4 separate regions of the Mus musculus genome follow, and all the other regions are linked to region 1. A link is a contact called in public Hi-C and promoter capture Hi-C data. All regions are on one chromosome and are shown on one strand. Each heading gives the region's core, a stretch centred on a gene start, on an enhancer-like site or on the middle of the called end of the contact. The rest is flanking DNA. Distances are from core to core; before and after follow the strand shown.

What was found. A called contact is a pair of places that touch in the nucleus more often than the background predicts. Capture Hi-C pulls out chosen DNA fragments and counts their contacts.
Region 2: a promoter capture Hi-C map of pancreatic islet shows a contact between it and region 1. The contact joins the promoter of Dennd6b here to the promoter of C230037L18Rik in region 1. A contact is called at or near these places in 4 of 39 promoter capture datasets (embryonic stem cells, erythroid cells, liver and 1 more), 1 of 484 Hi-C or Micro-C datasets (CD4 T cells), 2 of 115 datasets of contacts at active chromatin or transcription factors (microglia and pancreatic cancer cells) and 3 of 9 other capture datasets (adipose tissue, liver and pancreatic islet).
Region 3: a contact with region 1 is called in a promoter capture Hi-C map of adipose tissue. The contact joins the promoter of Panx2 here to the promoter of C230037L18Rik in region 1. A contact is called at or near these places in 2 of 115 datasets of contacts at active chromatin or transcription factors (bone marrow-derived macrophages and regulatory T cells) and 2 of 9 other capture datasets (adipose tissue and liver).
Region 4: a Hi-C map of regulatory T cells shows a contact between it and region 1, with 4 times the contacts expected there. The contact joins the promoter of 1810021B22Rik here to the promoter of C230037L18Rik in region 1. A contact is called at or near these places in 1 of 39 promoter capture datasets (pre-B cells), 5 of 484 Hi-C or Micro-C datasets (CD4 T cells, CD8 T cells, the G1E-ER4 cell line and 2 more), 4 of 115 datasets of contacts at active chromatin or transcription factors (bone marrow-derived macrophages, memory CD8 T cells, pancreatic cancer cells and 1 more) and 2 of 9 other capture datasets (adipose tissue and liver).

The regions. Positions count from the first base shown.
Region 1 is chr15:89,471,180-89,477,507 of GRCm38.p6, forward strand. C230037L18Rik (RIKEN cDNA C230037L18 gene) reads left to right here and starts at 5,073. Exons shown (of 5, transcript NR_077233.1): 1 at 5,073-5,106; 2 at 6,080-6,240. Arsa (arylsulfatase A) reads right to left here and starts at 6,245. Exons shown (of 9, transcript NM_009713.4): 1 at 5,971-6,245; 2 at 4,329-5,476; 3 at 3,943-4,183; 4 at 3,608-3,826; 5 at 3,361-3,530; 6 at 3,049-3,173; 7 at 2,828-2,955; 8 at 2,490-2,592; 9 at 1,297-2,378. The coding sequence starts at 4,543. The coding sequence ends at 2,059.
Region 2 is chr15:89,193,019-89,199,048 of GRCm38.p6, forward strand. It overlaps Dennd6b (DENN/MADD domain containing 6B), which reads right to left and starts at 3,456. Exons shown (of 20, transcript NM_027081.3): 1 at 3,201-3,456. The coding sequence starts at 3,377.
Region 3 is chr15:89,056,837-89,062,279 of GRCm38.p6, forward strand. It overlaps Panx2 (pannexin 2), which reads left to right and starts at 2,890. Exons shown (of 3, transcript NM_001002005.2): 1 at 2,890-3,463. The coding sequence starts at 3,238.
Region 4 is chr15:89,073,133-89,079,198 of GRCm38.p6, forward strand. 1810021B22Rik (RIKEN cDNA 1810021B22 gene) reads right to left here and starts at 2,722. Exons shown (of 4, transcript NR_040417.1): 1 at 2,482-2,722; 2 at 941-1,066. Trabd (TraB domain containing) reads left to right here and starts at 2,932. Exons shown (of 10, transcript NM_026485.2): 1 at 2,932-3,009. It also overlaps a transcript of Panx2 not described here.

The sequences.
Region 1 (6,328 bases), core at 3,823-6,322:
TGTTTTGTATCTGGTAAACTTCAATGTACCTTGCCTGATGTGACTTCCAACCCTTTGTATTCTCTGTACTACAAAAAGTCTGATGCTCGACCTGACAGATACATTCAGATTCTACACAATCTCTCCTGTGTGCATCTGTCTGTCAATTCATCCGACGCTTTGCCCACCTGCCCCAGAGACCCGTTCCACGCAGACACAAGGACCCAGAGGGTCTGTGGCAGTTATGGAAGAGATATATGGAAATTGGAGATGTGGAGGACCCCAAGCAAGCATCTGGTACCACAAGGCATCCCCTCCCCCTCAAAGTGGGTGCCACTCACTCCATTCAGGCCTCGTTTCTGCCAGGCAACATCAGCTGCAAGCGACAAACAGCTCACCAGCAGAAACATCAACAGGCAAGATTTACTTTTTAAATTTGATTTCCTCCAGGCAGGCATCTGGACAAGCTGGTTTAATAATTGCATGATTCTATCTGTTACCAGCAACATTGCTTAAGTTAGGTCATCACCCAGATCATTCCGACCTCAACCACATGCCACTCTTGGATCAATTATTGCAATGTAACCAGCTCAGATTGGTCACCACCCTAAAGGAGAGAGGCTGTATGCTTGCCCTCTGGAAGTCTGCCCCCATTGAAAAAAAGGCAACAATAGTTGGCTAGAGATATTGACATACTCTGAGGGTACCGTTCTAATGTGACCAATACTGAAGAGCACCTGAAATGTCATATATACCTGGACATGCCAACACACTATACCATGAAAACACAGGTAGGCAGTCAAAAGTCCCTTTTTACAGAGGCTAACATCTGAGACAGAATATTGCCAGTAGAGAGATCACTCAAGCTTGTAGTGGGCCCAAGGAAATGGTGGCTCACTGAAGGAGTTTGGAATTTGAGCATGGTGGACTCCAATTCAATAGGCTTTTTTTTTTTTTAATTTATCATTACTGTTATGGCTTGCACATGTGTGATGCATGTAAGTTCAGACGTGTGGGCCACAGAGCATACGCAGAGGTCAGAACACAGCTTTGGGGATCTGGTTCTCTTCCTGTCTTGCTGAGGCACGGTCTTATTTCTACCATGTTGTATACTCTAGGCTACCTGGTCTGCAAGATTCTGGACAATTCTCCTTTCTTCTTCCCTGAGCCCCCTAAGAATACTGGGACTACAGATATGGGCTACTGTATCTGGCTTTTTCAGGGGAGTTTCTGGCGATTGAACTCAGGTTGCTTGCAGGGTAAGGGCTTTCCCCCAGAGTCGTCTTATTGGCCCCTGATAGATGCTTCTAAAAGATTACTTTGTAGACAACTTTATTTTATTTTATTTATTTTTATTATTTTTTTTTGTAGAAAATTACTTGAAGTATGCACAAAGGAGAAATTCAGAGCTTGAGAGACAAGTGAGCCCCATGAGGCAGTCTCAGAAGCTGCTGATGGTCCTTCCTGGGATCTAGCAGGGTCCCCAGGTCCTTTAACTCTACCCGGAATGATCAGTTTATCACCTAACTCCAGACAGCTGATTTCTTTAAAGAACCAAGCTGACCAGTTCCAGGGCCTCTGGCATTGCTTCTTGAGGAAAGCCTGTCTTCCAGGTGCTTTGCATCTTTAGGGTTCCTCTGCCCTCACCACTCCCCCCACCCCCAGTTCCTGGCACTTGAACTCATTACCGGTTTCTGTGAAGGGACATGTCTTCGCTTCAGCGGTGTGTCCATGGACACACGCAGATCACCAGGGTGGGACAAATTTTAAACCCAGGGTGCCTGGGTTCAAATCCTAGCTCAAGCTCTTTCTGGTAAGGTGGCATCGGACTTGGAAAGGTCCACGAGATTCCCTATGCGTCAATGTCCTTGTCTTGTAGCACAGCAGAATAGTACTGACCTCAGAGTTACCACAAGGACTAGATGAATTAGCACGTCTCAAGTCTCAGCTGGTGTTATTACATTACCAGATACAAACTACACACTTGTCCCTGTCCCTCTGGTGAACCATCACACACTCAGGACAGGGCTAGGGGTCCTGGGCTACCCTTGAAGGACCCCCGTGATTTCTCCAGTCCCCTCAGGACTGGGAGCCTGGGCAGTGGCAGCAGACAGGGTGGGGAGTGCAGCTCGGCTGACAGCAGATCTGTAGGGCAGGGTCCTCGCCCTTGGCTATCTGGCTGGGGCCAAAGGTCATGGCTGCATCGTACTGGGCCTTGAGGAGTTGGATGTGTTTCAAAGCCTGGAGGGCTTCTGGGGAGACCCCCTCTATACTTTCCAAAACATTGTAGTTCTCCCCAGGGTCCTGAGATAAGTCGTAGAGCAGTGGGGGCTCATGAGCCGTCAGACGGTTGGCAGCATGACAGGCAGGATCTGAAGTGGTGTCACTGTGGGCGGAGCCTGGGGATGGGGGGGGTGTCAGCTTTTTACATAAGGAGGGGCAGAGGACAGAGCAGCTGGGGGTCAGCAAGCCGGGCTAGGGAGGGGAAGCCAGGAAGGGAAGCAGGGTACCCTGGGTGAAGAAATGAGCCTTGTATTTCCCATTCCGAACAGCAAAGACCCCATGGATCTCGTCTGGGTAGGGCGGGTAGAAGAAGACAGACTTCCGTGGGCTCTGAGGGAAAAGTCAGGATGACAGGATAGGAGAGATCTCTAAAAGCTCTTGTGTATCGCCCTGTTATGGGACCCCCACCCCCACTCCCCGCTTTGGCCCACCCAGGATCCTGAGAGGTGATACTCAGGGGCCACTCATCAAAGGAGACATGAGGCATGTACTCTCCGGCACTGCCCAGTTTCATACCTAAAGGAGGACCAGCATGGGGATGGTGTCAAGGGATGACTGGCCCTACCTTGCCTGTGCCTAGCAGCAAGGGGCTGATGTCAACACCATCCAAGGTGACGTTGGGCAGCGGAGCCCCGGTCAGGGCTGCCAGGGTGGGCAGCAGGTCCAGAGAGCTGGCCAGCTCATGGGTTACACCTGTGGACAGATGGCTGTTCGGCCACTCCATTCACCATCGAGGCTAGGGAGATGGGGGCCATGGGTCTACACAAAGAGGGCTAGGGGACTGACCAGGAGTAATGTGACCTGGCCAGTAGACCAAGGCAGGCTCTCGGACGCCACCTTCAAAAGTTGTTCCTTTTCCACATCTCAAGAGGCCAGAGCAGCCGCCATTGGACATGCGCATCAACTCAGGACTGGGACACACAAGGAAGTCATCAGTAACAAGAGGCTAAGGACCCTGCCCCACTGCTGGTTATGGATCACCATAACGTGCCTAGCACCTCTCGAGTCTTTTATACAGTCAACAAACAGCTAGGGTGGAAGTTACCCTAGAGTCCTGGCCTGTGATAGAGCAACGAGTATCCCTTGCTTGGCTCGTACCCGTTATCTGCAGTGAAGATGACTAGTGTCTCTTCCAGCAGACCGAGGTCCCCCACAGTTGTCATCAAGGCCCCTACAGCTCCATCCAGCTCCATCAAGGAGTCCCCAAATGGCCCACGGCCTGAGCGCTTGGTGAAGCTTTGTCCACTGAACTGAGGGTAGTGAGTGTGCTGGGGGCAGAGACTGGAGTCAGCACTGGCTGGGTACAGGTCTTGGGCAGTCAGGGGGCGGGGCCAGGGTCACTCACGTGGGAAGCGTAGTACAGGAAGAACGGTCGGCCCTGGCGCTGGGCATCAGCCATGAGGTCTCGGGAGAAAGACACATACCGGGCCTCCAGTCCAGGCAGCCAAGGGGGCTGGGCCTCCACTGTCAGGTTGGCCAGTAGTGGGATGGGAACAAGGCCTTGGTCACAGCCACCTTTGCAGGGGATGTCTGGTGGGAAGCACGTTAGGTTCTGACAGGGACCCTGGGGAGAGCAGAGAGCGGTTAGTGTGAGGGAGGACTGGCTACGGGTTAGGGTACAGTTGGTATGCGGGCTTGGGTGTGTGTTGGGGGGCAGCAGAGGGTCCGGCTGGTTTGTACCTGGTCATGGGAATATGGGATGCCCAGGAATCGGTGGAAGCCCTGATGCGGGGGCAGGAAGGCCCCCTCTGGCCCCACTCCAAGATGCCACTTGCCAGCCATCCCTGTAAGGTAGCCTCGAGCAGCCAGGACTTCGGCTAAAGTCACCTCCTCCAAGGGCAAGCCCCCTTGGGAACTGGGCCCCAGAACTCCAGGGTACATGCCTGATCGAACTGGGAGCCGGCCAGTCAGGAGGGCGGCCCTGTAGTACAAACCACAGAATCCATTATCTGCGAGTCCCACAGAGATGAACCCAGAGAGAAGAGGGAGAATGGTGGACATACCCACAGAGAGACAGAAATGGGATGAGCCAGGGGAGAGGGGAGGGGCAAAGGTCCCTCACTCACCGAGATGGCGTGCACAGAGACACAGGCACATAGAAATCTGTGAACCGTAGTCCACCTTCAGCCAACTGATCCAGGTTAGGGGTGGTAGAACTGGGGTGCCCATAGGAGCCGAGGTCCCCATAGCCCAGGTCATCCGCAAAGATCAGCAGGATGTTAGGTGGGCTGGCAGTGCTCAGGCCTGCAGCCAATGCCAAAAAGAGGGTCCCCAGGGCCATGACAGAGATACAGATGGGCCTGTGTCCTCAGTCCCTTGGTAGGGAAGGCAGAGCGATTCCAGCAGGCTCGTTCCTTGAGCGCCCAGGCCAGCCCCTACCTGAGGCCCCAGTCCCGAGCCCTCCTCCTCCCCTGAGCCGCCAGACCCAAATAATCCTTCTGTCTGTAGGTCCACTCTCTGAAGCTCCAGCGAATCTGTCAGAACTCGGAAGGGGGTGGCCTGGGGTGTAACTCCACAGAGCCCCTAAAGGACCAGGGCTTCATTAACGTCACGAGCGGGGATCTGACCCTGTTCACCCAGAGGTGCCAGCACAGGCTTGGGATCAGGAGCAGAAGTCACTTCACATTGACCCGGGAGGCTCCAGCGCCATGGGACAAGGGCGGTTCGAAATTGAGGAGGAACTGGTGGTAGACAGCGTCGATCTCAGGCAGTCTCGGATACGCCCGCGGTCACGTGACAATTGGCTGACCCAGAAGGGGCGGGCTCTGGGACTGGGCGGTACAGAGTCGGGGCTAGGTGGAGCTGGGACCGGGCGAGGCGGAGCTGGGGAGCCGAGCCAAGCGGGTTTGTGTGCCTATGGGAACCTTCCGGGTGGGGCTGCTGCGGACCTGGGACCGGGGCGGGATAGGGTGAGGCTGGAGATTGCTCGCGTGCTCCCGATCCTTATCTGCGCCGGTTGGGGTGTCCCGTGCTGGGCTTGGTAACCTTACGTTCTTTGCTCCTGCGCGCTAGGCTCAGGACTGCCTAGCAGTGCAGCACTACAGCTATCTGGCTCTCCTGCTGTGTCGCTCTTAAATGCGTGTCTGGAGTTCCTCTGGCGAATGGTGGGCTGTTTGTCTCATTTCCTCTGATGAGATACTTGAGGGATCCTTGTTGAAAAAACATCAGCATCCCCCTTCTGACTGAGCAAAGAGGCAAAAACCATGGAGTCTGACTGCAACAAACCAGGAAGACAAATCTGATTGGCTGCTGGCTTTTTGCTCACAACCACCTTTGGTGAATTTTGTGAAACACAATGTATCAAATTATTTAAAAAAATCCTTTCCCTTCTACACGCGTAACTGGTGTTTAAGGTTGAGTGTGTGTGTGTGTGTGTGTGTGTGTGTGTGTGTGTGTGTATCTGTGGTGTTAGAGCTGGGATGTGTGTCTGTGAGTCTGGTGTTTGAGAAGGGTTGCTGGGTTCCTGTGTGGTATAGCTTAGGGCACATTAGTATTGAACTAATGGGAAGACAACATGACTTGTTTCTAACTCTTCATTTATACATTATTGAATATAACCTTTTTTTCTTATCAGTTTTAACTGTTAAGGGAGACTAACAGATATATCCCTCAGAGGGTGGAAGGGTGGGTTCTTAGTGTACTTTAACATCTAAAGGTCCCTGTGGTAACTGGACTTCCCAGATCTCCCCGCCCCCAAAAGCCCCTGACCTGAGTCACTTTTCCGGAGCAAGTCTCTTCCAGGGTATTTCCTTGCAGGTGGCTGTTCCTAGGGAAGTCATTTGTCCAGATTCTTGGCTTTGATTCCTCTCCAAGACAGAGTGGCACTCTAAGACCTCTGGCGTCAAGATGGTCACGACCTGCGCACCCAGGAAGGAAGACGCTGGAGCCAGGGGGGAGATAAACAGGGTTCTGGAAGGGCCTCCCGACTACAGTAGCGGATCAGACTCAGGATCACCCAGTGGTCTAACACAGGCTCAGGTCAGGAGCAGACAACACGTGACACTGAGTTGAAGGTGCCCTCTGGCAAGCAGAATGAGGGTGGTTCAGAATGACGAGTAAACTGGTC
Region 2 (6,030 bases), core at 2,206-4,705, 280 kb before region 1:
ACACAGCAGGACCTGTCTGGTGGTGGCTGCTCAGAACTTGATTGGTTGATGAATGAATGCATCAATGGGCCACTTTTTGCCTTCAATAGGGAAGGGTCACCTGAAACAGAAATGTCTTCAGTCTCACTGCCTGCTTCCCATCCTTACGTAGCTGAGCCTGGGTGAATCTCCTGGAGGTGGACTGTCTTTCTTCCATATGCCCACACCACAATCAATCCTGGGTTTCCTACAACTTAGTCAGGCTGAGCTGAGAATGAGTGCAGGGCCAATAGCTCTTTGGAAGGCTGTAGGACCCTGAGATGTCTAGGGTGAGGAGGAAAGTCAGGAGGCAAACATGATGAGGGTGACATGCGTGACTCACCCCACAGACTTACTGCTGGGCTTCTCCATACAGTCAGAGATTGGGAAAGACTCATGGCACTACCGTGGGACATTTCAGGCGTGACTGTGGGTCTCTAATACTCAACAAGCTGCAGTACAACACCCACTGTCCAGCAAAGGCTCAGGAGTCCAAGTCCATAGCCTTTAAGATTACCTTCAAGCCAGGCGTGATCATGTACGCCTGCATGCCCAGAATGTGAAAGGTAGATGGAAGAACACTGCTACAAGTTCAAAGCCAGCCTAGCCTAAAGAGTGAATTCCAAGGGCTGGCGAGATGGCTCAGCAGGTAAGAGCACTGACTGCTCTTCCGATGGTCCTGAGTTCAAATCCCAGCAAACACATGGTGGCTCACAACCACCCGTAATTAGATCTGACGCCCTCTTCTGGTGTGTTCTTAAAACAGCTACAGTATACTTATGTATAATAATAAATAATTATCTGAGCTGGGCGTGGTGGCGCACGCCTTTGATCCTAGCACTTGGGAGGCAGATTTCTGAGTTCAAGGCCAGCCTGGTCCTCAAAGTGAGTTCCAGGACAGCCAGGGCTATATAAAGAAACCCTGTCTCGAAAAAACAACAAAAAAACAAAAAAACAAAACAAAAAAAAACCCAGCCTGGGGGCATAGCTAGTATTTACCTAACCTGCACAAAACCCTAAGTCCCACCCCCAGCACCCCATAGGCTCAGGTGTGGTGGCACACGCCTGTCATCCCAGAATTATAAGGTAGAGACAACAGGATCCTTGAATACAAATGAATATGACATTAGTCTGGGCTATATGATACCCTGTATAAAACAACTCTACATCCTTTCTCCAAAAAAAGCCTTTGGGATTTGCTTAGAATTAAGTTCCTAAATGGCTATCTTTTAGAGAACAAGAAATGAGAATGCATGGGGTGGGGGGTGAGGGGGCGAGGGAAGGTTTCTTTATTGGAGACATGGTCTCTTTACATAGTCCTGGCTGTCCTGGAACTTCCTATATAGATCAGGCTCGCTTCAAACTCACAGAGATAAGCCTGCCTCTGCCTCTTGAATGTTGGGACTAAAGGTGTGCGCCACCACACCAGGTTTTCTTTTTCTTTTTTCCCTTTGGTTAAAGGAAAAGTCTCTCAACTTCTGTTGTAACTCTACAGGAAAGGATCTACAGTGCAGAAAGTGGGGCTTTTTAACCAAGGCTTTGTTTGGTTTTTTTTTTTTGTTTTTTCAAGACAGGGTTTCTCTGTATAGCCCTGGCTGTCCTGGAACTCACTCTGTAGACCAGGCTGGCCTGGAACTCAGAAATCCACCTGCCTCTGCCTCCCAAGTCCTGGGATTAAAGGCGTGGGCCACCACCACCGGCTCATAGTCATTACCTTAACTGGACCTGTCAAAAGCTTCATTGAGCCTGTAACACTTTCTTCCTCCTCCTATCTTCCTGGTGGTTTTGTGGGTTTTGCTTTTTGTTGTTTTTGTTTCCTTTTTTAAAATTATTTATTTATTATATGTAAGTACACTGCAGCTGTCTTCAGACACACCAGAAGAGGGAGTCAGATCTTACGGATGGTTGTGAGCCACCATGTGGTTGCTGGGACTTGAACTCAGGACCTTCAGAAGAGCAGTCGGGTGCTCTTACCCGTTGAGCCATCTCACCAGCCCCCTCCCTTTTTTTTAAAAGACAAAGTCTCACTATGTAGCCTTGGCTTGCCTGCTCCAGGTTGGCCTTGAGCATAGAGATCAGCCTGCTTTTGCCTCCAGAGTACTAGATTAAAGAAAGACATGTGCCACAATGTGTTCTCTCTCTCCCCTCTCTTTCATTCTTTCCTTTCTCTTTCTTTCAACAAGGTCTGATTCTATAGCTCAGGCTCCTTTGGGACTCTATCAATCCAGACTAGCTTCAAACTAATCATCTTGCTTCACCAACCTCCCATCCCCCACCCAGTCCCCGAAATGCTGGGTTTGCGCGCACTACTATGCCTGGCTGATATTTTCATCTTATCTAGTAGAAGAGAAGCTGCCTTTCTTTGTAGGTGGGTAAGGGGGATGGAGGCCTTCAGACCACAGAAAGACCACATCAAAAGCCTAAGACCCTGCCCAGCTGCTCACAGCTGGTGACCAGATGCCAAAGGTTGAGAAGAGCTCAAGACACAGGAACCAAGCAGGGCCTCACAGGGTCTGGATCTGATTCTAATTGAAAGACAAGAGGAATGCCAGAAGCGAACTACCAGTGACACTGAAGACTGCAGCAGACCCAGTGTGAGACCTGGGGGCGGTGGCGGGGGCAAGGTGGGGGGAACCCTAGGACTCTGGCTTGAGCAACCAAGGGGCTGGAGATATGTTTGCCTCTTTGGAGAAAGGTCCATGTTAGATGCTGCGTAGGATACATTGATGGACAGGCAGTCAGGCTTTACAGATCTTTCCTTCCTTGGCCTGGGAAGGGTTTCTAGAGCTCTGAGGAAGAGGCTCCTCTTGGAGAGGTGACAGGCAATAGGAAAGAGGAGGTCTCTAAGCTAGTCACTAGCCGAAGGAAGTGGGGGAAAGGTCAGCCTGAGGGTGCAAAATATTCCGAGAGGCTCCTAAGAAGACCCTAGACCAAGCAGGAAGGCTACAGGCGAAAAGTCCTGCTTCCTGGAGGGTGGGCGCCCCGGGTAGAGAAACCGCGCGGCGGCTTAGAGGAATGGGAGGAAAGAAGCAGGGGTGCAGGCGAGAGAAGGGAGGAGCGTGAGGGGGAGGGGCATCGGGAGAGGAGGGACGTCCGGAGAGGAGGGGCCTCTGGAGAGGTTCAGGCCGCCGAAGGAGAGGTACTAAGACAGTTCTGGAGGGTCAGCCAGCCCATCAGCTCACCTCTAGCGCCTGGCCCAGCTCCAGATCGAAGGTGACCACGCACACACACTCCAGCCAGGCAGAGAAGCGCGCCCAGGGCATCTCCGCGGTCCGCGCCGCGCGGCCGGAGGACGAGGATCTTGTCGCGCCTAGTCCTCCGCCAGCTTGCCGGGGCCCGGGACCCACCGGCACCTCCATGGTAGCAGCTCCAGCGGTACCCGGGCACGTTGCGGAGAAACGCAGGGGTTCACCTGGGCCGCCTCGGAGCAGTCGAGCTGCCGCCGTAGGCCAGAAGGGCCCCGGAGCAGCCGCGCGCCCCCTGGCGCTAGAGGAGCGTCCGCCCTAGAGTGTCGCCTAACGTACCAGCGAGAAAGGCCCCAGCCGGTTAGAAGGGTCTAGAGATGGAGGCGCTTCCCGATAATGGAGATTGCGTGACCCGGGTCGGCCAGTAGGTGGCTAGTGTGGCCCTGCATCTGGCAGAAGAGAAAGGGCGGTTCCTGATGTCATCTCTGCCTGGCGTATGGATTGAGGGACTCTGGGCGTATAGTGGTGTCTACCAGGGGTGTCTGGGCAACATAGAATTATGTTGGGCACCACCCCCCCCCCAGGGGTATCCAACCCGGCCGAGGGTTGTGAGCCTAATGTTTATTTGTGTGTCATCGCTTGTCGCGGACAGCTTTTGTGCTGGACAATCGCCCAAGGTAGTTAAAGACAAACCTCAAAATGCTTTAAAAGTGTGAAAACCACGGGTGGTTTGTGGTGGTGCACGCCTTTAGTTCCAGCACTCTGGAGGCAAAGGCAGGCGAATCTCTGAAGTCTAAGCAAGCCTGGTCTACAGAGCAAGTGTCCAAGACAGTTCGGGCGACACACAGAAACCCTGTCACGGGAAAATGAAGACAAACAAAACAAACAAAGCGTGAAAAATAATGTTTGGGGCTAAGAGATGGCTCAGCGAGTAAAAACACGGGCTGCACTTCCGTGCAGAATGGGGGCTCTGTTTCCAGCACCCACAAATGTAACTGTACTTCCAGGAGATTAGACGCCCTCTTCCAACCTCCGAGAGCGCCAGGCACGCGTGTCTGTACTACATTGGGCACCTTCACCCATCCGCCTTTAATGAAGGCCATTCTGCCTGAGTTGGCGGGTCCACCCAGACCTAGTCCCACTCCAGGCTAGTGTGCCTACTTTGGCTAGCAAAGAGGGGCAGCCTGGTCAACGAATGCTGCTGCCTTTGGGATTAAGGTAGTTGCAGAGCCTAGTTCTAAGGATAAGGATTATAGAAGAGTGAATTTAGAATGAAGAGGTAATGAGGCAGGCTAGAAAGACAGGAACATTTGGGGGAACCTAAGAAGGGGGAAGGAGAGCCTTCGCCTACCTGCCCCAAGCATAAATAACAATTAAGGCCCTTCTCCCTTCCCTGCTATAAACTTGCAATTTTCCATTAGAATCCCTGGCTTACAGGGAAAAGGGGCATACACCAGATCTCTTGGGCAACCCTAGTAGTTTTGTTTTTACTTTATTAAAGATTGCCATCTAAGGCATTCCAAAGAGCTACCTCACCCATCCTTCTCAGCAAAACGGGGAGGAGGTGTTAGTAATCTTTTGAGATACAACCTGAGAGCCGTCAAGATGGGAGAGATGACCAATGCTAAACAATGGTAACTCTCTCATGGATCTGCCTTATTGGGTCCTTGAGAAGCCTACACCTATGCTCTTGGATGTGTCTTACTTTCTTCTGAGTGCCCCCAACAAACACCCTGTATGAGACAGGGTCTCTCTATGTGGTCCTGGCTGGTGAGGAACTTGATATGTAGACCAGGCTCACTTTGAACTCCTGAAACTCTGCCTGTCTCTGCTGAGACTAGAGGTAGCCTTCATCAGCCATACAAAGTGTGCTTGCTTCTTGCGAGCTCGCTCTCTCTCTCTCTGTTTTTGTGAGGCAGGGTTTCTCTGTGTAGCCCTGGCTGTTTTGGAATTCACTCTGTAGACCAGGACACATTGACTCTCTTAACCATAGTGTTTAAACCTGTATTAAAATGTTTTCATTAAGCCCCAACTTTCATTCTGTCAGAAGGCAGATCACAGTGCTGACAGAAGTAATGAGGGTGAGAAGTACTTAGCCCGAGTATGTCATTGTTCTTAGAGCCATCTCTTTCTTATTGTCCTGGAAGTGCTGTGATAATACTAAACTATAAACAAAGATATTTCCATTAAAAAAACAAACAAACAAACCAAACTCTGCTTTATAAGATGGACAGTCTTTTCTATGTCAAAGCCACAATTCTGAGTCTGGTTTGCGGATCCCTAAAGGTCTAGAACTCGGGCTATTGAGGATGGTAGAGCAGTCATCCTATCCAGCATACTATGTGATTTTGGTGTTTTCATTTTTTTTTTAAAGATTTATTTATTTATGGGGCTGGAGAGATGGCTCAGTGGTTAAGAGCACCGACTGCTCTTCTGAAGGTCCCGAGTTCAAATCCCAGCAACCATATGGTGGCTCAGAACCACCTGTAATGAGATCTGAAGTCCTCTTCTGGTGCATCTGAAGACAGCTAGTTTACTTAAGATATAATAATACATAAACATTTTTTAAAGATTTATTTATTATATGTAAGTACACTGTAGCTGTCTTCAGACACTCCAGAACATCTCACTAGAGATGGTTGTGAGCTGGGATTGTGGGATGTGGTTGCTGGGATTTGAACTCGGGACCTTCGGAAGAGCAGTCAGGTGCTCTTACCCACTGAGCCATCTCTCCAGCCCAGTGTTTTCATTTTTTAAGTCCTCTCCTAAAATTACTTAGAGCAGGTTTCAGCAACAATCTCCAGGTCTTTTGTTTTGTTTGTCCTTG
Region 3 (5,443 bases), core at 1,640-4,139, 420 kb before region 1:
TTAGCACTTTGCCTGGATGTATGTCTCTGTGAGGGTATGTCAGATCACCTGGAACGGGAGTTACATTTTTGAACTGCCATGTGGACACTGGGAATTGAACCTGCGTCCTTTGTAAGAACACCCGGTGCAGTGATGGATCGTTGAGCCATCTCTCTAACCCATGTTTCTCAACTTTTTAAGGCTGCTTACAATGTCATTCAAGAATACTGTAGATTTTGCCATTCTAAAGCAAAGCAGAGCAACCTATATCATATGAGAGGAAAATGCATTAGCATTTTACACCAGCATTGTCCTCTAAAAAGGACGTCCTCCAGAGCTAGAAATGGCTTTTCCTTCTTGAATCTTGTATTTTACTCTCAATGGATTGAACCCCAGTGTAAAATAGTATGCTTATAGGTCAGTGTGAAAGAAAATGTGAATTTTTCTTTCCTTTTTTTTGAGGGGGGGGGGAATATTTTATGTTCTGTACCCAAAATGGAATTTCACATTCATTGCCCATGACCCCAGAAGACAAGTAATGAGCTTTTGCCAAGGAAGCCTAAGCAATGCTTGATGCAGAAGCTTTGGTTTGCTCGATACTCCTGACCCTCTCAGGCATCTGGCCGCAGGTTGAAGTGGTCAGTTGTAAACGAAGGCAGTTCACAAATGGGAACAATGGGATGGGGACAGAGAAGCTGCTCATGGCCACTTGTGAGTCTCTCTTCATCACCCCCTACCACAAATAGAAGGTTCATTGATAAGGGTGGAAAGATACATTAGCCAGGCAGTGATGATGCATGCCTTTAATCCCAGCACTTGGGAGGCAGAGGTAGGTAGATTTCTGAGTTTGAAGCCAGCCTGGTCTACAGAGTGAGTTCCAGGACAGCCAGGGATAGGGATACACAGAGAAACCCTGTCTCAAAAACAAAACAAAAAGATACATTAATTCAATTAATCAGGACTATGTTCATTTAGCAAGATAATAGTAATGGGTTATCCCATAGAGCCCGTGACCCATCTAGCCATAGATTCTTGGCCCAGCAATGTGGGATCACCTTGTGAAGTAGGACTTAAGTCAATCACAAATGGTTGGCTGCTCCCATGATGTTTATGGCACTATTGCTTCGGTGGGATACTAGAGCGGTTGTCGTCACAGACTGCAGGATTCACAGCTTGGTAAGACTGTGTGAAAGGTAGCCAGGAGCACTGCAGCTTCCAGGTCAGTACTTGCTTAGTTTCTCCATGTCCCATGACTCCAGTATGCGGTATAGTCAGCAACAGAGTCTCACTATCAAGTTCGAGGGCAGCCAAGAACAGTGGTAGTAGCCTGTAATATTGGGACCTAGGGAAATTCAGTGGCCAACGACTAAACAACCAGTTCCTGGTACTGGGCTTTTTATTTATTAGCCTCTGGTGTCTAGCAGGGGCATTGTTGCCTCATTACTGGGCAACTCTATTTAAACGTTTATTTTTGTCTTTATTATTGATTTATGTATATGGGTATTGCACCTGCATGTATGTCTGTACCTCAAGAGCGCAGTGCCTGCAGGGGCCAGAAGGATCCAAGCAGACTGTTGCAAGTGACCAGAGGTATTGGGAAAAAGTCCATGGAACTGGGTTCAATTACCAGCATCCATATAGTGGCTTATAATACCTGTAACCCCAGCCCTGGGGAGTTCTAGCCTCCATGGCCACTGCATGCTGGTGGTACACCCATATATAGTTTTTTAAAAGAATATAACTCTCCACCCAGAGTGGATGGATAGAGCCTTTGAAGAGGCATGCACAAATAGATAACAAAGGAGACAACATTTGCGGGTGGGGTGCGGGGGGGTAAGGGAGACCTGCAGGTCAGAGAAAACCAACCTGCTGAGAAGGGGTCAGTGTGCGAAAGCTCTAGGAATCCAAAGGAAAACAAAAAATATAGGGTTCTGAAGGTGGGATGATGGAGTGAACAGCATAACCCTTCTGAGAGGCCAGGGAGGGTGCAGGAAGGACTGCCTTGGGAAGCCTGGGGTGAGGGCTTGCCAGCGCAGCCAGGAATCCTAGGCATGGGGAGTGAATGGCTGCTCACCACCCGCAGGGAGTAAGGTGAAGAAGGTAATGTCTGTGGGAGCAAGAATGCACCAGGAGGAGTCAGGCCTCACGGGACAGCAGTCCCTCCAGGTTTTGCTTCGGTCGGAGGAGATGTTTCCAGATAGCTTATGGATACTGAAGGAAGTTACTACTCCAGACATACACAGGAAAGGCTATGATGGAGAGATACTGAGCCAAGGAATCTTGCAGGAGGCCACGGTCACAAAAGTTTGTGTACAGTAGCTCCTGGGAGGAGAGAACATGTGGGTAGCCCAGAGAGGTCAGGTGACAATCCTAGAAGCCCCCACACCCTGGCCCAGCTCCACGGATGCCGACAGTGGGTGAAGCAGTGAAGATGCTAGGTACAAGCATATCCGCACTGGCTGGCGTCCCATCACAGCGTGTAAAGGGGCGCCCCTGGGTCCGGGACATGGCTGCAGTGAAGAGGCATCCAGGAGCTTTGGAGAGGACGCCCCACGGCATTTTTGTGCAGGCACTAACCTGGGAAAGAGGGTTCGGGCTTCCTTGCCCTTGCCTGCAACAGCTCACACGGCAGCCTCTGCGCCTGTGTGAAGACCAGGTCCGAGTGAGGAGCAAGAGAGCTGAGGTGTAGAACTAGAACCCTTTGGCTACCAGACACGATCTAACCCCAGAGCGGGCGATCCGCCTCTTTCTGTGCACAGGGCTATGGGGGACCAGGGCTTGGCCCAACCCTGATGCAAGGGGATGGTCAATATGAACTCGGTTCGTTTCATTTAAAAAAAAAAATTTTTTTTTTCTGCAAGTCATCGCCAACGCCGCAGCTACGTGGAGGGTGGGGGGGCTGGGGGCGGAGCCACGCCGCGGAGTTGCCGCAGGTAAACAGCCCCCCTCCCCGGCGGGAGCGGGCCGCGCGGCCCAGGCAGGAGAGCCGCCGCCGCCCCCGGGAGGGACGCAGGGCGCGGGCCGGCTACAGCGCACGGCGGGGGCGGCGGCGGCCCGGCGCCCTGGCAGCTCGACCCCTCTCGCGGGGCGGCAGACCCCCGAGCCCCGCCGCATCCCCGCTGACATCCCTCTTCCAGCGCTCCGCGCCCCCCCCCCCCACCGTGACCTCGGTCTCCGTCGCCCCCCGCCGCCCTCTCTGGCGCGCGGCCCCGCCCGCGCCCCCCGCCCGTACCCCGCCGGGCCGCGCCCCCGCCCCCCATGCACCACCTCCTGGAGCAGTCGGCGGACATGGCGACCGCGCTGCTGGCGGGCGAGAAGCTGAGGGAGCTGATCCTGCCTGGCTCGCAGGACGACAAGGCGGGCGCGCTGGCCGCGCTGCTGCTGCAGCTCAAGCTGGAACTGCCGTTCGACCGCGTGGTCACCATCGGCACCGTGCTGGTACCCATCCTGCTGGTCACCCTGGTCTTCACCAAGAACTTCGCAGGTGAGGCAGGGCGCGCGTCCGCAGGTGTTTAGCGCCCAGCGCTCCGAGCGCGCTGGCTCTCAGCGCCAGGCAGCCAGCGCCAGCTAGACCGCACCCACCTGGCCAGCCGCTGAGCCATTGCCCGCAGGTCTCATCACAGACCTTGGGCACCACCTCAGTCTGGCATGAGGGGTTGAGACAGGGCCGCCTGAGACATCTCCTCTGTTTTATTGTTGTTTGGCCTTCCATTCCTTCAGCCTCAAGCCGTGAGGAGAGTAGGCCTGTCCTACACTTGCTGGCCCCCGGGATGAATGGGATGTGGGGTCTGAGTTGTAGCATGTCACGTCACGGGTGGTGGGGGTAGGGAGGGCTGAGGCTTGGAGGAATAGCCAGATGAGGACCAGAGAAGGATGAGTGTTGAGGGCATTGCTCAGGGATAAGTGAAAAAAATCCCATGATGCTGCATGGGGTTCTTGGGGCTGACAGTGTAGGAAAAGTGAGGGTACTCCCGAGGAACTCTGAAACATCCCTTTCCAAAGCTCTTCTATAGAGGAGGCCAGACAGAGGCTGGCCCCGGAGGGCATCAAGCAATAATGGCCCAAGAAGCCACCCTTGACTGGCAAAGGCAGTGTAGGTAGAGGGTAGGGCAGGTCACTGAAGAGTGAGCAGGTTAAGGAGCTGACGTGTTAGGTGAGTAGAACTGGGCCTGCTCTATGAGGGAGCCTGTGGGTGCGCCTGCGGTTGTACACAGGAGAGTACACATGTAGAGTGGGCCCTGCCTAAGGTGACAGGCTGAGGCACTAGGGAGCTGGCTTCTGGTGACACACCGAGATGGGGAATAGCATCCCCACTGGAGCCGAGCTGAGGCAGACTCAGGTATCCATAGCCACAAATCAAATTGGTGGCCAGAGATGCCAGCTTCATAGCAGGAAGAAGACTGTCGGGGCTCCAGAGTTCCTCTGGAGGTGCAGGTCGCTCTGCCCTCTGCAGCTACTGGGCAACGAGAACAGGTATTTCGATACCCGCTTCTTCACCACCATCCACAGGTGCCTCCCCTTACAGGAAACTCCAGGACCTAGTGATGTCCAACCTGAGCTGAGGGCAGGCATCCTTCAGACTATTTAAGGCCACGCCAAAGGTGGAGGAAGTTCTCCTGGTCTCCATCCTTGAACACCAGAGTCCCTGACACTCAGGCACACCCAGGTGTGTGTATAAAGGGGGCCTTTGGCCATGTTGATCACAGTACCAGCAACGGGGTGGCTGCCTTACAACCGACGTGTACCTTACAGTTCCAGGAGCCAGAAGTCCAAACTCCAGGTATAGGGAGGGCTGAGTTCTCTCCAAAGCCCTTTCTTCCTGATGAGTGGTACCTATAGACTTTCCCTGGTATTCCTTGGTGGTATAGCTGTATACCACCCAAGCTCTGTGTCTGTCCTCTGTTGGGAATTTCCCCATGGTAGGGATTATTCTACTCCACTCCCGTTTCAGTTCATTTACAAAGGCTGTTTCTGTCAGTCCTTAGTACAGGGCCAGGACAACAGCAGATACTTGGGGGAACACAGCTCTATCTATGACAGACATCGTAGGGCAGCTTCAGATGTGGGTGGGCTGGGCCATCTTTGGTGATTCCTTGATAGGATCCCTACACCCAGACCCTGCCAGCCCAGCTTGTCACCTGTGGGACCTCCAGACACCCTGCATCCAACTGGGCCTGGAACCAACAAGATGTCCCCCAAGTTAGCCCCGATCCTGGACCTGCTGCTTCAAACCCCCTGTGCTTGCTTGCTTGCTTGCTTGCTTGCTTGCTTGCTTTTTTGTTGTTCTTGTTGTTGTTGGGTTTTTTTTGTTGTTTTTTGTTTTTTTGAGACAGGGTTTCTCTGTGTAGCCCTGGCTGTCCTGGCATGCACTCTGTAGGCAAGCGGGCCTCAAACTCAGAAATCCACCTGCCTCTGCCTCCCAAGTGCTGGGATTAAAGGCGTGCACCACCACCACCCGGCCCCC
Region 4 (6,066 bases), core at 1,472-3,971, 400 kb before region 1:
TGATGAGCAGGCATGCCAGCTAAAGTAACCCAGAAACCTCGGGGTGCTGGCCTCTTCCCTGCTCCCTGGCTCTCCCTGTTCACATATCCATCTGCTTCCTACGCGTGGTACATAATCTTCCTTCTTGCATGCTTTGTACCCACTCCCCACCATTTGAGCTCAGCCTGAACACCCTGGGACTTGGCTCAGAGGGGGAGACACTCAGACCCTAGGGAACCACTGGTCTGCATGGTACCAAGGCCAGATGCAATACTTTCTTCATAGGTCCTGTTTCCCAAGTGCCACTGACCGTAGACTATCCAGACAGTGGCTGTGTGCGTGTGTTGCCCCGGAGCTTATGCAGAGCCGCAGTAGACATGGGAAAGGCTGGGCGCACTGGATCCAAGGGGCTGGCTCTTTGGGAGAACTGAAGCCAATAAAGCAGCCACTTCTCACCTCTGTTCTTGGATAAAACCTAGAGGGACCTCTCAGAAGAGTGCTGTGTGGGAGGGGTTGGGGCTGTATTGCCCTGTGGAGTTGACCTGCAAGGGGCTGCTTCTGGGGAAGGGGCTCAAGTCGTGTCCTGAAGAAGCAGGCAACATGGTGGGTACTGGGCCTAAATGTCATCTTACTCCTCGGAAGTGTCCTCTGCTCCCAGGGCTCTATGAGCTAGTCCCCTTCCTGGACACAGATGGCCAGGGACCTGTATCCTTCCGATCCCTGGGGTCAGACAAGGCTTGCCAACTTGGGGCTCTACTTCTGTGGGACCTTCATGATGGTCTTTGCTGTTCTCAAACCTGGCCTCTCCTTGCCACACCCCTGACTAGGAACCTAGTCCCCTCTATTTACTCCCAATAGCTTCAGATAGCTCCTTTCTCTTTCTAAGGACTCTGGGCTCCTCTGGCCATGTTGAAGCCTTTCCCTGCAAGCCTGACATGCATTGACTCCCTGCATGGCTCACCTCAAAAAGCCCCTCCAGCAGCTGCTCTGCTAAACCAAGGTGCACTCCATCTGCCGACTCTGATACGTCACCCACTCATCCTGTGGCGCCACAGAACCTGCTTGAGCAACGCAGGCTGGGGAATGGCTGTTAGAAAGCAGAACTCAAGCTGGCCATGCTTTTTTTTTTTTTTTTTTTTCCTCCAAAGCAAAGCCTAAGATGTAAGGGGGGCCTGGTCTCTCCCAGCTGAAACCTGCCGTGGTTTCCCCGGCAGCCTGGCTGGGCATGTCCTCCAGACACCGGTTCCTATTTCTGGCTCCCATAGACACCAGCAGGTTATAGGGCAGCTCTGGTTTTCATCCCCAGCAGCCACTTAGCCAAAATAGAATTCTGGCACTTCAGGGTCAGCATCTAATGAAAAATGTCATGCCATCCTTTGCCCCTAGTCCAGCACTCTTCGACCTATGGGATATCTCGTATCAGATATCCTGCCCATGAGATATTATGATTCATAGCCATAGCAGAATTACAGTTAAGAGGCAGCAACGAAAGAATTTTATGGCTGGGGGGTCACCACAGCATGAGGAGCTATTAAAGGACCGCAACATTGGAAAGGCTGAGAACCACTCCCCTAGACAGGCAAGCAGGAAAGGTGGCACCATGGTCTGCCCACAGAAAAAGGACAGGCTCAGGGAGAACACTGCCAGCCAACCAGGGCTAGAACCCAGGCCCCTTCCTGACACTAGCCTATCAGTGGGGTTTTCAACCAAACAGTACGGGTACTCAGAGAGGAGCCTCATTGTGCTTTGTGAACGGGTAGAGTGGGCCTGGCAGTCTCAGCTCTAAGCCCACCCCTGTCTTCTGTTAAGCAGAATGAATGGGGCTGAGGAGGCCTGAAGAGGCCACAGAACACAGACATCAAAGTAGTGGACAAGGGGGGGGGGGGATGAATGGTGCTTCACTAAGGAGCAAAGAAGGCAGAGGTCCCCTTGAGGCCAGGCCCTCCGGGAGACCAGGAAGCTGTAAGAAGATGCTGGCAGGAAATACCTGTCAGTAGTCTCCATGCGGGCCTCTTGTGTAACAGACTGCTGGAGGGAATTCTGCCTGGTGCAGGAAGAATTCTCTTCCTCAAAGTGGCCGACTTCCAGGAGGGCCATTCACAGGTACAATGTCAAGGCAGGGTCTCCAAAAATCAGGGCCAGAGTTGTAACCCTTTGGAACCTGAAAGGGCTGGATGGGGCAGCTGGGAACTAGGCAGAGATTACTTCCCCTTTGGAGGGCCCGTGCCAGGGCCTGCTCCAGGTCGTCACTGCCTGGCTCTCACAGGAGCCTATCTTGGGGTACTCAAATGGAGACGTGTCCATTATGGGCTCACCCGGCTCCTCTCATCCACTCATCAACCCTGATCAGGAGGACCTGCAGCCCGGAGACCTGGCCTGAGTGGGCCAAGTGGCCTCTCTCCCTGCCCTACCCTTTAAGGTGCCCTAGGAGACTGGTGAGTTTGAAGCCTGCGTTAAGATACTGGGCACTTGCTGTCACTGGGGCCCCGCCCACCCTGAGACCTCCGCAGTCTCCGGGCTCTCAGTCACAAGCAGCTGAACACGTAGGAAGTCCTGATGGCCTGGGGCTGACTGGGCCAGCTTTTGTCCCTTTAGTTCTGCCCTTGAGCCTCTCCACTTGGCATGCGATTCTCCAAGGAAACCAGAAGGGCGCCTCGTATGATCCCTAGCTTCTGTCCCGGTCCAGTGCGCTGACGGCTCCCTAGACTCCAGGCCGTGGTGCGGACGGACGCTTCAAGAACGCAGCCCCGTCACACAGACTCGCCTGTGGGGGGCCCAGCACCCCGCGGTGAACTGGAGTTGCGCTCTAGGACCTGGGGGCGTCGGGCCGGGAGGCGGAGCCCTGCGCTTAGACCCCGGCGGGGGCGGGGCCTCGCGCGCGCGGCCCTGGGAGGTGTTTCCCGGCATGCTGCGCGGCCCGCACCCTCGGCCCGTCCGGCCCGTCCGGCCGCCCCGCCCCGCCCCGGCCCAGCCCGTCAGCCCGGCGACGCGCGCATGGAGGCCGGCTGAGGAGCGCCGCCGCCTCTCTCGGTACGCCGTGGCCTGACCGGGCGGGCGGGCGGGCCGGGGCTCCTCGCGCCTCGACGGCGCGGGCGGGAGGGCGCGGGCTGCAGGTGGGGACTGCGAAGACCAGGGTATCCGGAGCTCACCGGGTCGGGCTGACCCAGGACGGTGTAGATGCTCCTGGGCTCTGCTCCTGGGCTCGGGAGTCCCCGAGAGGACCCCGGAGGCTCAGAAGCGCCCTCGCTGGCTTTGGGACGTCAAGAGCTTCTTTAGAAGTGGGGACAGTCTCCAAGCTTTCGTGCTCCCCAAGCGGAGGGGCTGGAGGTCCGCTGGTCTTGTGCGACGCAGCTGTCCCTGGGCCTCCTTGTCTGTCTTGTCGCCCTAGGAAGACTCATCTTGCGGTGGCCGTGGTACTGGGGGCAGGATGCCAGCAGGGCTCTGGCACAGTGGACTGCTAGCCGGGAGCCTGCAGGCTCCTCCGGGGCATCTCCAGGTGGACAGAAACCAGGTCCCCGGGAGAGCTGGCCAGGCTTCTTCACCTCGGGTTTGTTTCCTCTTCCGGCCCTCAGCTCTGCCACACTTAGGTAAAATATGTCCTGCCTGAGCAGGTTTTCCCGGGTCCTGCAGTGGCTGGGCTCCCAGAGACAGACCAGAGGAGGCCAGGGCTTTTGCACACCCTGTCATTTCTTGCTGTCTTGGTTTTCTGAGTAGACAGTGAAGGCTTGTCTAGTTTTTCCAGTTGATCGCGGTCAGCTTTGGACCAGCGGTGGGGAGCAAGCTGCCATCCGAGAAACAAGCTGCCATCCGAGAAACAGTTTTGTTTTAAGAGATTGAAAAGCTTGATGGGTGTGTCAGATCAGGGTGGTAACAGGGTTTTGTGGATTGAGAAATTTAAACGTTTATTCCTCTTAGTATAGCTTTAAAGGTTGGCAATCCTAGGTCTAATGCTAGTCTTTCGGGTGACTGATGAAGGCTCTGCCTGTCCTGTCGCCCTTTCTCGTTGTGTCCTCATAGCTGTTTAGTGTCTCTTACAAGGACACCAATCCCATCGTGGGTCCTGCCTTATGGCTTCACTTGAGTTCAGTCGTCTCTTAAAACCTCTGCATGTTGATGTAATTATTTTGAGCCTCATATTTTCGGTGTATGGATTTGGGTAAAACACACTTAGTATGGATAGATCCAGAAGAGAGACGGCTGTGGGGCTGGGCAGGTGGGGAGCTTGACTGACGTGGCTCCAGTTACTTGGACCTAGTATGCCAGGGCCATACCTCCTTGTGGGCCCTGACATGAGTGGGCCTTTTCTGCTCTTTGAGCCAACCCTTCCCTCTTAAAACTGCAGACTACTGGAAATTTTCAGAGGCTAGTTCCCCTAGAAATTTAGCAGATGCTAAAAGTTCTGTTGTTTAGCATATGGAAGCATCGAGCCTGGTTGGTAGCAGGCCTGGAAAAGTATCCCTACAGTCCTGCTCATTCGGGGATGCTGGTTGACACGGCCCTGCTTGTTAGGAAATGCTGGTTGAGGCCTCTTTGACAGAAATCCTAGCTCTCTGACTTTATGCTATGAAGGTTTACAGTGTGGTCTTGGCTGGGAATGGGTCTGGAAACTGTCTGCTAACTGACTGGGGATTTATGAAGAGATTTGGTCCCTGGGGAGGTTGGGCAGTAGGAAGATACTTCTTACGGCGTGACTATGTCTGAGAAGGATGCATGACAAATGTTGTGGAGGTACAGTGGCTGGGTGCTTAGGTGAGTATGGAAGTGGAGGGCTACCTCAGTTGCTCAGCCAGGAATAACGATCAGGGTGAGGAGGTACATCTGACAGGCAGGAAGCCAAAGGATCAGAAAATGTGTAGATTTGATAGTGCCGGGTACCCAGAATCACAGACTTCTGGCTTAAGGAGTGGGGAGAGGCTGTCAGTAGCCTTCTTGCCTGACCACCCCTCCCAGCTGGCCCTGCTCTAGATGATGGGTTGTATCGAGTGTGTCTGATGATTCAAGGGCTCAGGGCTTGTCTCCTGACCAGCCTGTGGACCCCTCCACCTGCCATATAACCAGAGGTGAAACTAGTCCTGCTATGGGCCAGCCAGGGAGTCTCTCCAAGGCTATCTGGAGCCAATGTTCCAACTCTGGTAGCCTCCATACCCCTCGAAGGCTCAGAGGCACCCTGGATGAGCTTTGAAGGGTAGATCTACCAAGCCAACTGCAAACCTGGGGCAGCCCCACCTCTTAAAGGGCAGGGCAGGCATGGCCGACGTGGTTCTTTCCCATTTGCTGGCTTTGCTACAGCCTCTGGTTGGCCCGCCCACTTATACAGGATGTTTTAAGTTTTCATCTCATGCTCTGCGGCCTGGTGCTGCTGTTAGTAATACTGGTTTGCTTCCGTGTCTTTAGCCAGACCAAGGGTTATCCTCTCCTTTTTCACTGTTAGTCGCTGTTTGGGTTACCCTCCCTGCCCCTGAATGGGGTTCCATGGTGTGGAAGGGACGGTCCCTAACACTGTCCTGGAAGGCAGGTTCTTCAGAGCCCTCCCCCCACACTTCCTTGTTCCTGTTTCTTTGAAGCACTTAATTCTGTTAATGAAAGGTGAAGGGTGAAGCTCCAGGCACAGATGCCAGGGTGTTTACTGTTGACTTGGCTATGCACAGGCTCTGAGCCAGCCACGGCAGTTCCCAGATGTGCTGACCTTTATATAAAATGTCCAGGCTGTGTTTTAGGACAGGTTCCAGACTAGGGAGGAGGGGGCCCCCAGGCTGGAGCAGTATGGTAAGTAAGCTCTGCTTGCCTCTGTAAAGACAGCCAGCCTTAGGCCAGGAACATAAGGTTTCTGAGGCTGTCTCAGGGTCTCTGCCACCCTCTGCCCTACCACAGTTCTTCTTGTAGAAGACTGATAGTGCTTAGGCTTGGCCCCATTTTCATACTGGACACACATTAGAGGTTTGAGTATACCCAGAAAGACGCCTAAGTCACATACAGCAGGACCAGAGAAAGCCAGGGCAGGCAGGAGCCTGGAAGCTGTAACAAGTATGCAGACAGAAGTGGTGGGTACCACTGTCATCCTACCACACCCCCATTCTGACACAGTTC